Linked DNA regions of Hordeum vulgare: region 2 is linked to region 1. The links are chromatin contacts, called in public Hi-C maps. All regions are on one chromosome and are shown on one strand. Each heading gives the region's core, a stretch centred on a gene start, on an enhancer-like site or on the middle of the called end of the contact. The rest is flanking DNA. Distances are from core to core; before and after follow the strand shown. Region 1 has its middle 200 kb from the start of LOC123441527. Region 2 holds the start of LOC123443083 (trans-cinnamate 4-monooxygenase).

Region 1 (7,149 bases), core at 1,936-4,435:
CTTGCAATAAGCTCAACTCTCACATGACCAATCTTTGGATAAAACCTTGAATACCACATTGGTCACCATATAAACTCCTTGAAACCAATAGATGGAATTCAAGAAGTGTCTATGGATAAATCTGTCGAATATAACTCAAGGCAACCATTAGTCCATAGGGATTGTGAGCAATTACCAAAACCACACATGGAGAAATATGCTCTTAACAATATGTCTCTCAAAGCTATCACATTTTACTGCTTATTCTAAATTAAAGCTTTGATTGTATGTTGTCATCAATTACTAAAAAGGGGGAGATTGAAAACGCAAATGCTCCCTTGGAGGTTTTGATAATTGTTGACAACATGCATTATCTCTTGGACTAACAATTCTACTTAGTGTATTTCGGATTAAGTCAAAAGATTGCAGTAGTTGGGAATAGTGAGGAGGATCCCCAAGAAGGAAAATAATAGGATTGACAAAGCTTCAAGACTCTATATTTTATATTTATGTGAAAAATCACATCTGATTCCATAAGAAAGACAATACTATTAAAAGAGGATGAGGTATATATGATGATCTGGTTGCTCAAAGTGCTTAGAGATTAACCACCAAAAGCCTCAACATTTCTCCCACAAAATATTTTTTCCAAAACCCTAAAGTCAAATTCGGTGCCACGAACTTTCTACATATCGGCCACATCGAGTTTTCCTTGGACAGAAGTCAAGCCAAACCCTAGCAAATTTGTACAACCGAGACTCGCTTCCGTACAGCCGAAAAGCAGTGACCAACTTGATGTTGCCCATCTGCAAAAAATGGAATTTCTGAGTTTACAAGTCAGCCTCACCGAGTCTATGGAACTGCCTAGGTCAACGGAATCGGTCTCACCGAGATGCTTTCTATCGTTCTCACTGAGAAGACAAAAGTGAGAGAATTTTGCACTAGTCGGTGCAACCAAGTTTTTACTACGGTTCCACCGAGTTGGTCAATAATGTTGTAACGCCTGGATTTTTGGAGATGTCTATATATACCCCTCCACATCCCTCTCATTCGTTGAGAGAGCACTTATAACAAGAAAATCACTTCCATCATTCATTTCATGAGAGAGAACCACCTACTCATGTGTTGTGATCAAGATCTTCAACTCCAACCATATGAATCTTGATTTCTAGCCTCCCCAAGTTTCTTTCCACCCAATCAATCTCTTCTACGAAGCTAAATTCTCTGAGAGAGCGATTGAGTATTGAGGAGACTATCTTTTAAAGCACTAGAGCAAGGAGTTCATTATCCATACCGCATCTATTACCTTTTGGAGAGTGGTGTCTCTTAGATTGGTTAGGTTTCACTTGGGAGCCTCCAAATCATGTGGAGTTGAATCAAGAAGTTTGTAAGGGCAAGGAGATTGCCTTCTTCGTGAAGATCTAGCCTGAGTGAGGCTAGTCCTTCGTGGACGTACGCCATAGTGGAATAGACAAGGTTGGTTCTTCATGGACCCCTTGTGGGTGGAGCCATCCGTGGACTCGCACCACTGTTACCCTCCGTGGGTTAAAGTCTCCATTAACGTGGACGTACGGTAACACCACCTAACGGAACAACGCCAAAAATCTTCGTGTCTTCATTGCGTTTGATTTTTCTATCTCTACTCCTTACTTACATGTGCATGTCTACTTTCCGCTGTTGTACTCGTATAATTGCATGTGTATAATGCGCTAGACTTGTTAGAATTGCTAAAACTTGCCAACTAATAAAGTTGAGAAAAGATTAAGTTTGTATTTGGTCAAGTAGTTTATTCAACCCCCCCCCCCCCCCCCTCTGGACGCCTCTTCTCGATCCCATAGCATGGGCCAGGGCGGATGATGCAGAGCGCGGCGATCATGACGTCGCCAGAAGTGGTTTTGCTCACATCGGTGCTACGCCAACGGGACAAAAGGGTGAAGATTGTAGACGGACATACAGAAGACACATGAGCTATATGGCGCTTATAGCAAGATCGTAGCTCCTCTCGCTTGAACTGTTATAGGGTAGCTACAATGCATGCGGCCCATTTCAAGATTAATGCACAACGGACTTTTGAGTGCATATTTTTCTCTCTAAATTTTATGTGTGGGTTTCCCTTTTTTTTGTGTTTTTTCTCTTTTTTCTTTAAATTATTATTTTTCCTCTCATTTTTGGTTTCTTTGGTTTTCTCTGAGTTTCACTCTTATGTATCGATTTCTTTGGTTTTCTTTTGTGTCTTCACGAATTTTTTTGGATTTTTAATATATGTCTTCTTTCAGTCCACATGCACATTTTTATTGTGTGTATTGAACATTGGTGTATGCACATTGAACATTTTTCAACTACACGGTGTGCAATTTTTTATATGTTAGTAAAAAATGCATATTTACTACTCCCTTGTCTCAAATTAATTGTCTCAAAGTTTGACAAAAATGGATGTATCTAGACATATTTTAGTGTTATATATATCTGCTTTTGGTAAACTTTAAGACTGGATGTATCTAGACATATTTTAGTGTTAGATATATCTACTTTTGGTAAACTTTGAGACAATTAATTTGAGCCGGAGGGAGTATATTTCAAATACATGATTAACATTTTAAATTATATGTTTTTGTCTACTTTTATCATATGCACAGTATATTTTTCGTATACATATAAAACATTAATTTCAAATACAAAATTAACATTATTTCAAACACATATTTTGACTAGAAAAGCAAGCGTTTTGAATATTTTCCAATAAGACAATGTTTTTTAATATGTGTTTTTTCCACAATCATTTTTAAAATGTAAATAAAACCAGAAACATGCAAAAAAAATTAGAAAATAAACTTACATTATTTGAATGATACCAAACATTAGTTTAAATTTTTACAAACATCTGATTTACATTGTATTTTTTTAAATGCCACATACATTTTTTTAAACACTTAACATTCTTCAAATGTCATAAACACTTTTTTAATGCTATCAACACAAAAAAATTACAATAACCATTTTTATACACTATGTTCACATTTATCGATTTAGCTATTCTTTATTTATTAAGTTAATATAAATTTGGAATATACGTACATAGTTTGTTTTCGAAAATATGAACAAATGAAAAAGAAGAATGAAAAATTAATCCACATGAGGCTTATTGTGCTGACCCAACTAGATGCTCACCATAATGGTATTGGTACCTCGTCAATCGAGGTATAGGCACGCCCAACAGAGACACCTCCTCCCTAGTGCCTTAAGCGTGAGGTAGGATCCAATGCTCATGCAACCCCTATACCGTGGTTGGCCTTACAACAAGAAGACCGCTAGCTCGCGACGCGCTGGTACTCCTGTTTGCCTGGTTGCTTGGTTCAGTAGTTGACCAGTCGCGGTTGAGGGTCCACCGTTGACACTTGACTCTTCAAGAAAATGTAAGAACTTCAAAAAACATGAATTAAAATAATTCTCATAAATATGAAAATGTCATGAAACTCAAAAAATAGGCTAAAAATATCATAGATTTGAAAGCAGTTCATGGACTAGAAAGGTTCAGAAATTCAAAATAATCACTGTTTTGAAAATGTTCATGGATTTTAAAAGATTTCACAACTTTTTCTATAAAAAACATTCAAACAATATTCATGGAACTGAGCATTTGAAAATTTTCACAAACTTGGGAAGTTTATGAATTTGAAAAAATTTGCGCATTCAAAATATATTCACATAACTAATGGGATGAGCCCAAGGCTTACACGGGAGGGGTTGCAACGGTTTAAAAAATAACTATAACGGGTGCGACAGCTCTGTATCGCCCGTTCTAATTCCTAATAGGAATCGCCTACGGACAAGTGAAGAATCTACACATGAGGTGTGTAGTATATTGACTACACAACTTTTTGTAAAACACATCCTACAACAAATACATATCATGCCAAGAAAATCCTACAAATGCATACTCCTATCTACACACGATTCAGTTGATTACACATAATTGAATACCTGGCACAACCATTGCTACGACGACAACCTAGCGGGCTAGCCCATTTAGCCATAATCCATGCTGCTCTTGTCGATTGCTATACGTTAGATCGACTTTTTTTCCACTCCTTTGTGGTATTCTGTTCGATTTATTTATTTATTTCCATGTTTTTTTCATTTAAACTAATGTTTCCCATTTATTTTCTCTTTCTTTATTTTTATGGTGGTTTTCTTTGCTTTTCATTTGGTTTCTTCGGTTATATTTCTTAATTTTAGTCCTGTATTATATGTATTCTCATTATGTTTCCTCGGTTTTTCTATCTCTCTTAATTATAATTCTTTTATTTCATGCCTTGGTATTTTTTCTTCATTTTATGTTTCTTTATTTCAGTTTTGATTAGTTTTCTTTTGATTTTTTAACACAAGTCTACAATTTGCATATGTATTGTACATTCTTTACTATATATTACAAATATTTAAAATTCATGAAAAAAAATTAACATAAGTTTTTATGTCTACTTTTTCAATGCATGGTTTCCATTTTTTTATGTATAGATACATTTTTTATAAATGTATAAAAATTTTCAAGCGACTTTTCAACATTTCAAAAAATATCATGCTTTCATATTTTTTACAAAATATTAAATACAATGGAACATTTGTTCCATGAAAAAATATTTATTATGAACTACAAAAGCTTTTTCCACATTCTACAAATATGTTTGAAAATGTTCCTAACACATTTTATTGAACTTGTCAACATATATTTATAGTGTAACATACCATTTTATAATTGCACGGACACTTCTAAAAATATATACTCATTTTTCTTACACATGTTCCTACTTTTTTGTATTCACAACTTATGTTTTTGCATATACATAAAAATATGTATACATGTTTAATATTATCTAAATACAAGGTTAACGTTTTCAAAATAAATATGTAAAAAATTTAATACATATATTTAGTACATCTTTTTAAAATGACAAAAAATGTAAAATCAACTGAAAAAACAAAAACAAAAATATAAGTCAAAAACGCAAGAAGAAAGAAAAAAAAGGTAAAATGACATCACCTGGCCAACCTTAGCTAATGGTAGGGCTATTTACGGGCTGCACATAGCCTCGAGGGCGGCCATTCCTCTCCATAGCAAGTTAGCTGAAGACTTGCTTGGTAAACCAATTCATGATTGGATATTTAGAAGGACTGTAGTATCCCTTACTCATCAGAGTTCAAGTCTTAGATTTGACGTTGGTGCTTCCATTTTTCTGAATTTATTTCAGGTCTTTCAATGATGTATTTTTAGTGGAAGGAGACGTTGTTATCGACAACGAAGGCGTCAGTGACGACTTCGTCAATCTCAAGATAATCTGCCGGGGTATGCATGCGTGCGTTCATAGGGAGTTCAAGTTCCAGACTTGACGTTGATGCTTGCATTTTCTGAATTTATTTCAGGTCTTTCAACAATGTACTTTCAGTGAAAGGAGACGTTCCCATCGACAACGAATGCGTCAGTGGCGACTTCGTCAATCTCAAGATGATCTGCCGGGTATGCGTGTGTGCGTTTATAGGGGTGAGTGTATGCTCGTATATGTGAACGACTTTGATTGTACTCTGCTAAAAAAAGCTGAAGACTAACCTCATTTTTTGTTGTTGATTTTAAAGTTTATTTACTAGGAAATATGTTCGTGCGTTGCAATGGGAGAGAAAAATCTTCGTTGTCAAGGTGTTTAAGGATTATTGAAGGCCGCCGCTTAAAACGGTTGACAACTTTGGGACATGGGCGTTTTCACATCAAGAGAGGTTGATTCTATACTCATCGTCATATATATACCTTGACCAAACCGAGGTCTAGCAGATGTCAGTTCAAAAGCATGCAATGGGTCGTGTTCACCAGGTTGGGTCTGCGAGGATTAGTGAGGGTAGCTCCATAAGAGAATTGGGGGAGAGACGCGGTGGCGACAAGAGGATCAGTGTTACCTTGCGGGGGCCAACATGGGGACGCGGACTTTTGGGGCATCCGTCCTCGCGCGCTCACGAAATCTCGAGCATCCGTCCTCGCGTCGTGATTGCTATTTATTATAGCCCATTCGCAAATACTTTATGAGCTTTCGTGAATACGTCCTGGTATACGCTCCGCTAGTGGACTAAACGTCATTTATGTTTCGTATGAATACAAGGCCCACGTCAAAGCCCCGGTGATGGCATAACTGCTCTCAGGCCCTGTTTGTTTCACAATTTCCAGGACTTTTTTTTAGTCCCAACTTAAAAGTCCCTAGTCCTATCTGTTTGTTTCGAGAGACCAAATAAGGACTAGATGTCATTAAATGACATGCAAAAAGATTATGTTACTCTTGAAGTAGTGGTTATTAAATGACATGCTAAAAGTAAAAGCATTGTTGGAACAAGTGCCAAAAAGTCTTAAAAAGATCCTTCACAGAGACTTCTTCAAATAGTCTCAAATACCCTCTTTTAGTTCCTAAAAGTCCCTCATGTTTGTTTTACATGGGATTTTTTGAGATTTTTTTAGTCCCTACATCAAAAAGTCCCTGAAAACAAACATCCCCTTAATGTTGGGTAGACATCATTTGAGAACATGCAGTAGCTGTATTCTTACACTGTAGATCTCCCGAAAGCCGTCCCTGTGGAGGAGCAGAGAAAGGGTGTGAGACGGGTTCTGTCTGCAACGAAGATTATGTTAGATCATCCAATCCAAAACATAGATCATCCAATCCAAAACATTATGTGATGCGTTAGTTTTTGGTTTCTTTGCCTGCATATGTGCACACCTGTGATCATCTCTTGTTTCCCTCAATCCCCCAACATGGCGACATTGTTGGGCTGCGCGTCGTCGTCTGCAAGGGCAGGTGTGTCTGTTGCGTTGATGGCGCGTTGATGGCTTGCTGGGTGCCATTTAGGGTCGCAGGACAGCTAGGTGTATTGATTCGCCCTGGAGTGATTTAATTCGCCATAACGCATGTCATCTGCCACTCGGTTAATTATTGACGTTTTGGTGGGTGCGTTGCACATGTAACGCGTGGGATTCATGCCGCCCCTATTTGCTTGAGGAGTAATTTAAATACTTTTGCACTGCAACTCGCAATTAGCGTACTCCTCATTGTGCAACACATGGTTCAAACCGGACTTAATGGTCCATGCACATGACCGTTATAGGTGTATTATTGACAGGCCAGCCTGTTGCGTACG
Region 2 (7,149 bases), core at 1,414-3,913, 370 kb before region 1:
CTACTCCGTATTATACAGCTCAAAGTGTACACCTAGGCTACCCGCACGTTCAAGGAATAATAGTGGATCACTGGATCTTGAGGAAAGTGATACCTTAATGCGCCGCTTAATTAAGAACAGAAAAGGTTGCAAATTTTTGTTGATAGCTTACCAAGCTGACCACTTGGTAGGAATAGAAAAGGTTAGGTGTACGGTGTAAGTGCTTGTGCCGGCTAAGCGCCGCCTAATTAACAACAAAAAGTTGAGAAAGTTAGGTTAGGTTAGGTTGCGGCCTCTTTGATTATAAAGTTCCAATCGCGCGTGCTACTTTTCATATTAGTACTATTTTTCATTAACCAACAAAGAAATGGTCGTCACCGACAACCTCATGACTACATCATATTCCTATATGACTACTGCTATCTTCATGAAAAGGATATACCCTGTTTCTTTATCCGGCGCGACATTTGTTTCCCTTGTCAAAACTAGGCTGGACAGAAAAGACGAGCACAGTACGAATATTTAGCTGTCGTTGAGTTTTACCTGCGACGTTGATGTTCTCGACGATGTAGAGGACGTTGTCGTGGTTGATCTCGCCCTTCCTTTCGGCTTCCAGGATGTGGTCCATGGCGCACTTGATCTCACCCGTCTTCTCCAACGCCTCCCTGCAAATGTCATGTCGGATAAGTTAGGGAACCACTACTGATTAATTTCCCAGCTGGACAACTGGGTGATCAGAAGGTTCGCGTACAGTAAAATGCAGCCCCGTTGCTATATAAGTACATGATGGGTGTTGGCTTGTTGGCATGACCAATCCGTCAAATCTAGATGATCAAGCCAACAGCTCCATTATCGTACGTGGTCCCAGATGAGGAGCAACAGGCAACGGAAAATGGCGAACGAGGAGTACTGCAATCAGCCATCTTAGCCTACTTTCTAACTTGCCATTTTCCCCATGGCTTACTAACAAAATTTGTGGATCTGGTAGACCCGCTCCCCTGAGACGAATAATTCAAACAACTTATGTTGGACGCTTTCCACTGTCGGTGTGGTCAGTGGACTGGGTGTGATGGTGAATGAGTCAGACCTCCGACCGATTCAGAGAGCAAATTCATCGACTAAAGCCCTTGCTTTGAAAAAGCCGATCCGATACATCACAATCACGTGATGCGCGCGCGGTTGTCTCACGATATCATTATTAATCTTCTTTGCATGCCACGCCAAGCAAAGATCTCAAGTTCCTCTCCCGTGCATCCCGGGTGTGCGATGTGCAAGCTATTGAGCAATCTAGCATGCGGCATGGGGATCCTACGGGTCATTGCGTGTTGGTTGGGCCGAGAGCGACACGTACGATCGATGGTTGGCCTTGAAAAGGTCAAGCAATGATAATTTGTGCCGAGAAGTTTGACCTTGCTGCTCCCCGACGTTACCGACGCCGCTAGCACTGTGATCTGGATCACATCAACATCAGCCTACCCAACATGTGCCGGTAGGCGCACCAACCTCGCTTCCAGCTCACCGATCGATGCATCGCAGCTGGTCAGCTACCACCAATCGGCACTAGTCGACTAGTACTTGCTTAACGTAACATGGATCCATCACTAATCGCACGAATTAAGTATAGTACTGTATTATCGTATATAAGTAGAATACTTACTTGCGCTGCTGGACGAAGTGGTCTTCGAACACCTTCATGCGCTTGGTCTTGAGGTTGGTGCAGCGGTTGAGGTAGCGGCGGAGGAAGGGGCGGAGGACGGGGATGAAGTCGCCGTAGTTGTAGTCGAAGCTCTGGGAGAGGATGCTGCGCTCGGCGTTGAGCGCCTTGAGCTGGTTGAAGAGCGGGTCGGCCACGGTCTCGAACCGGCGGTCGAACATGATGCGGAACATGTCGTTGTACATCATGAGCTGCAGCCTGCGTCGCACCACCACGCCCTTGGTCGCCGCCGCCGGGTCGGCCCTGAGGTCCTCCACCACCAGCCGGGCCTCCTCCTCCCACCCCACGCGGTTCTGCGCCACCACCTTGTTGGTGAAGAAGGGCACCGTCATGATCCGCCGCATCTTGCGCCAGTGGTCGCCGTACACCGTGAACACCATGTCCTGCATTATTTGGGGATTGCTGCTTAATCAGAGACCCGTGCGTTCTGATGGAGGAGGAATACTACTGTACTAGTACTAAAACTCAACTAGTATAAGGTGGATCTTAATTTACCTGTCCCTTGCCGGTGAAGATGTCGAAGACGACGTTGCGGGTGCGGGAGCCGAACTCGACGCCCTGGGTGTGGAGGACCTCCTTGGCGAGCTCGGGGCTGGAGACGACCACCAGGTTGCGGACGCCCATGCGGAGGAGGAACACCTCGCCGAACCGCTTGGCCAGGCCCATCAGGTTGCGGTGGTTGAGGTCGTCGCCGACCTGCAGCCAGTTGCCGACGATGGGGGCGCCGGAGGGGCCGGGTGGGAGGCGGAAGCGCTTGCCGGCGAGCTTGGCTACGGCGATGGCCAGCACCGCCGCGGCGAAGAGGCCCAGCAGGGCCTTCTCCAGGAGGAGGACGTCCATCGGGGGGTAGGCGCGGTGTGTGGCTCCTGTGCCTGTGCCTGTGTGTCGCCGCTGCGGAGGGGCGGGTCGATCTGTCGAATTGATTTGACGCAAGATTGGGAGCGGTGGGGATTTTATAGCGTGGGGCTGGATGGAGGTAGGTGGCAGGCAGGCTCCACGGATGCGAAGTGCTACACGAGGCTTGCAATTTTGGTGGGTGGGTGGGTGTCATTGGCGCGGACCATTTTTTATGGAGGATGCGCATGGCGAATCGGGAAAGAGGTGTTTGGTGAGTCAAGGGGTTGGTCGGGTCAAAACTCGCAAGTCGCAAGGGTTGTGAGTGAACATGGCGCTGGCGGCCGGAGCACCGCCAACACCAACCAACCGCACGCAGAAACTGTTGGCCAAGCTCGTGGCCCATGTCAACACCAAGCGAAATGGCGGTTCTGGCCGGCAACGCGACCACGGGGGTCCTGGAATCGGGAAAGAGGCCTCCATGTTTCGTCGTTCGTGAGAACCAGAGGAGCCGCCGCGCGGAACACAAGGAAGGGTGACAAGACAACCACCATGCTTTGCCGCACCCTTAACCGTGAGCCACCTCACCTCCTCTGCTCAGCATGGATGTGTTTGGTTACCCGCATGTATTCAATCGGTCTCGTGGGATTTTTTTTTTACTTGGTTATCCGTATTTACTGTTGGGTTTGCATAACACGAATACTAAAGTATTTTTAGGCCTGTATATAGAGAAACGTTGAAATTGACTGTTTTTTGAAGATAAACCCGAACGGTGCAACCTAGGCACGTGGATATTGATGTGTGCATGCATGGATGCAGTTTGGAGACGTCGCGTTGTTTTCCGAAACGTAATCATAAGTTACACTCACCTTCCTTCCCCATCGCTTTCTCACCTCTTAATGCGTGGATGCAGTCACGAGACGGCGACCATCGGAGCGACAGCAGGACGATCCAAGACCGCGGCTACTACCACACCAACTGCAGACCTCCACCGGAGCGCATCGGCCATCGCGGTAAATCTTTGATGTGTCTCAAGATTTACTACTTTCGACTCGTGCAAGATTTAATTTGCACAAGCGATTAGAGAGTTAGGGAGGGGAGTGAACACATCGAGGGTGTGGGATTGGATTCTGCACCGATGGCTTCTTGAGTTCATAGCTAAATTTTCGATTACATCGGGGGAGGGATTGGGGTCAAAACTTTTTTGTCTAGCTGTGACGACCCTAGAGTCGCATCGAGTGGCGGTGGGGCGTAGTCATCTTCTTTTCTTCCTCATCATCTTCTTTCTCATCGTCTGCAATGTCTTCGTCAACAACAATCGGTCTTGCACGGTCACCTGCCGCCGGCGCCTTGTCCCTCATATGCACCCCGTCGTCATCCTCCGCTGGATCCACCACAATCCTCGTCATCTAGTAGGATGCGACACAGTGGTCATTAGGATGCGTGTGTTCCTTGTACTTGGCCCACTTTGCCCTCTGTCGAGCGTCGTTGGAGTCGGCGTGATTCATGGCCCATCGAAGGATGTTGACTGACGGCATCCTTCGCAGGGTTAGAAATCAGCGTCTTCAACTCCATCGGTGTCACCTTCTTTGCCACAACGTTGACCTCCTTGTACACGTCTTCCATGTTGCTGAAGTTCAAGCACAATTTCATTGTGTTCTCGAACTTCGTGCGGTCACCGAGCGAGCACCCGAGGAAGAAGGGCCTCCATCGCATGCCTGTGGGAAAGGGTTGGGGTTGGAGTTCATGAGGAGGGAGAGGTAGTGAAACGAAGAGGTTGAAGAGGAGAGGAGGTGAAAATGAGAGAAGGGTTTGAGTGTGGTGCTAGGTAAGTAGTGTGGGTAAATATAGGAGCGTCAGGCCGATAGAAATAAATGTTGACCTTTGAACTGTCTATTGTTCATAATGTAGACGGACAAGGGAAAGGAGGTTGTGCCACCATTGCTCGACGTGTTCGTGCAGGATCACACAAGCGCCAAGCGGAGGAACTACGAGCACTACCATGAGGAGGCAAGACCAACCCACTTCTGCAAGGTGATCTTTGCTGCGAAGTTGGAGCCTCTTCCTTTGCCTATGGACTTCACGAAGCACTTCCCCACCGTGCTTACGGAGTTCAGTCTGAAGACAAACATCGGCTGCTCATGGAGGGTCACAGTAAAGGTGATTAACAACAGGGTCACCCTTGATCAGGGTTGGGCCACCTTCGCCGCCGTTCACGAGGCTAGGTTCGGAGACATGGCGACGTTCAAGTTGCTCACCCCCAACAGCATGAAGGTGACCAATTTCAACGGCGATGCTGTGGAGGTGTTCACCAAGTTCTAGAAGCACGGTGAGGCCTTTACCGTGACTGCATAAATGACCTATGTTTCTAGTTCTATTTTGGTCGTTTGTTTAAGACTATACTATTGATGCACTATCGTTTAAAATTAGCGTACTATGTTAAACTTCTATTGTGGTTAAACTTTGATGTGTGCTTAAGTTTGTTCTGGTTGCTCTATTTTTGTGCCTTTGGTAACCTCACCACATCGGTGAGGAGGTTACCACACTATTATCCTGGATGTAACCAAACAACCGAACTTGTGTTTCTCCTGAAACAAAGCCACAACCAAACAACATTCCTTACGTTTCGGCACATGCAAACTAGAGGGGATGCACAAAATAAATCAACATGCAGATGTTGGTTTTTTTATCTTTATATGCTCAGCCAGGCCCAACTCGGACAAGTATGCAAAGTGGCAAAAAAGATGTTGGTAACCAAACACATCCCATGTGTCGCCTTGTCATGCCTCTAGGCCCGTCATTCTCCGGCACCGACGACCAACCCTCCTTCATGCACCCACAATGTTAATATTCTTCATTTTCTCTACCGATGACACTTCAGCTATCGTATCCTCATCTCCAACTTGGTGACTAGCATCGTGGCAATCCGCCAAGGCATCTCCATCTTTGAATCGGGGATCCATGAAAAATGATTGTGAGTTGCCAAAAGAATAGCAAGCATGATAAACATGTACCTGCATATCAATCATTTCTAAATTGTATTTTTCGAATGAGTACAGAGCAGTGGTTCATCTGTTCTTCTCATCTGAAAGGGAGGAGATTCAAGGAGGAAAATATCTTCTTAGACCAGTCCTAACCGGTCCCCTAAACTTAGCGGAGTAAAACATAAATTTGCATAAATTCAATCTAGTTTCAACCAAAAATTGCATAAATTTAAACATAAGGTTAACATATTTTTGACAATCGAATATTACACATAAATTCAAACTTACTACTAAACTTAAACTTAGACTACTCACCGGCCATGGTGGAGGTCGATCCAATCCTTCCTCGACACGCCACCGCCGGTGAGACATAGGTCCGGGCCGGTGCCGTTGGCATCATCATCCGGGAATATGCTTTGTCACTACCTCACATCGAACACCTCCTCCTCACTGCCCTTCTTGTCGCCCTCCTCGCCGCATTGCACCTTGTTGTCGGGGATGTCCATGATCTCCCCATCATTGTCGTCAAATATCGCCCTCTCTACCTGCACGAGATCGGGGTGCTAGAGGCGGAGGTCCTTCATGTATGCCTCGGCGGCCGCCTGTGCCTCGAGGCGCTCCTGAGCCTCTCGGTCCTCCCGAGCCACCGCTGCGCTGACCACACCCAGCGTTGACGGATCAAGGTCAACCGGTGTCATCCAAATGAGAACTTGAGCAACGCGATGGAGTAGTGGACCAAGACTTGCCACCGGTCGTACTCCATCGCCATGAGCTTCGTTATATGGAATGACCTGAGCCACTTTCTAGTGTCGGCCTCCCAGTCAGTGACCTCCTCCGCCCATGTGTCACGCCCGAGATGCGACCCTATCCTCAATTTGGCACGAAGGCCTCGTCAGGGATAGAAGCGCATCTCGTCGTGTCGCAAGAATGGATATCGTTACAAGTACATGTACTGAAAAGAATATATATATATATATAATTGGCTTACACTTGCTACAAGCTACATCAGAGTCACAGTAGTATATTACATATTCATGAAGAGTAAGAGCGGGGTCCGACTACGGACGAAAACAAACGACAAAAGAAGAACAACGTCCATCCTTGCCATCCCAGGCTGCCGGCCTGGAGCCCATCCTAGATCGATGAAGCAGAAGAAGAAGAAGCAACTCCAAATGAACAATCAATGCGCTCGCGTCAAATAACCTTTACCTGTACCTGCAACTGGTGTTGTAGTAATCTGTGAGCCACATGGGACTCAACAATCTCATTTCCAAAGGTATCAAGACTAGCAAAGGTTAGTTGGGTGAGGCATGGTTAAGTGGTGAGGTTGCAGCAGCGGCTAAGCATATATTTGGTGGCTAAACTTACGAGTACAAGAAATAAGAGGGGGAAGATCTACGCATAACGTACGTGGACTACTGATGATCAAATGAATGATCCTGAACACCTACCTACGTCAGACATAACCCCACCATGTCCTTGACCAGAGAAGGAACTCACGAAAGAGACAGTCACGGTTACACACACAGTTGGCATATTTTAATTAAATTAACTTCAAGTTATCTATAACTAGTGTTAAACAAAGTTTCCACGTTGCCACATAACCGAGGGCACGGCTTTCCGAAAAGATTTAACCCT

The links. Hi-C and Micro-C count contacts between places; a contact is called where the count stands out from the background.
Region 2: a contact with region 1 is called in a Hi-C map of seedling, with 6 times the contacts expected there. The contact joins the promoter of LOC123443083 here to the enhancer-like site in region 1. A contact is called at or near these places in 1 of 6 Hi-C or Micro-C datasets (seedling) and 1 of 1 datasets of contacts at active chromatin or transcription factors (embryo).

Annotation. Positions count from the first base shown.
Region 1 is chr3H:86,884,972-86,892,120 of MorexV3_pseudomolecules_assembly, reverse strand. No RefSeq gene overlaps it. Among protein-coding and RNA genes, the nearest start is that of LOC123441527, 200 kb to the left of the region's middle. Within about 2 kb of position 3,185, at least 1 of the 3 cell types and tissues checked has open chromatin away from gene starts, as enhancers often do. A contact at or near this core is called in seedling, where this site is marked.
Region 2 is chr3H:87,257,551-87,264,699 of MorexV3_pseudomolecules_assembly, reverse strand. It overlaps LOC123443083 (trans-cinnamate 4-monooxygenase), which reads right to left and starts at 2,663. Exons shown (of 4, transcript XM_045119332.1): 1 at 2,189-2,663; 2 at 1,637-2,076; 3 at 523-644. The coding sequence starts at 2,533.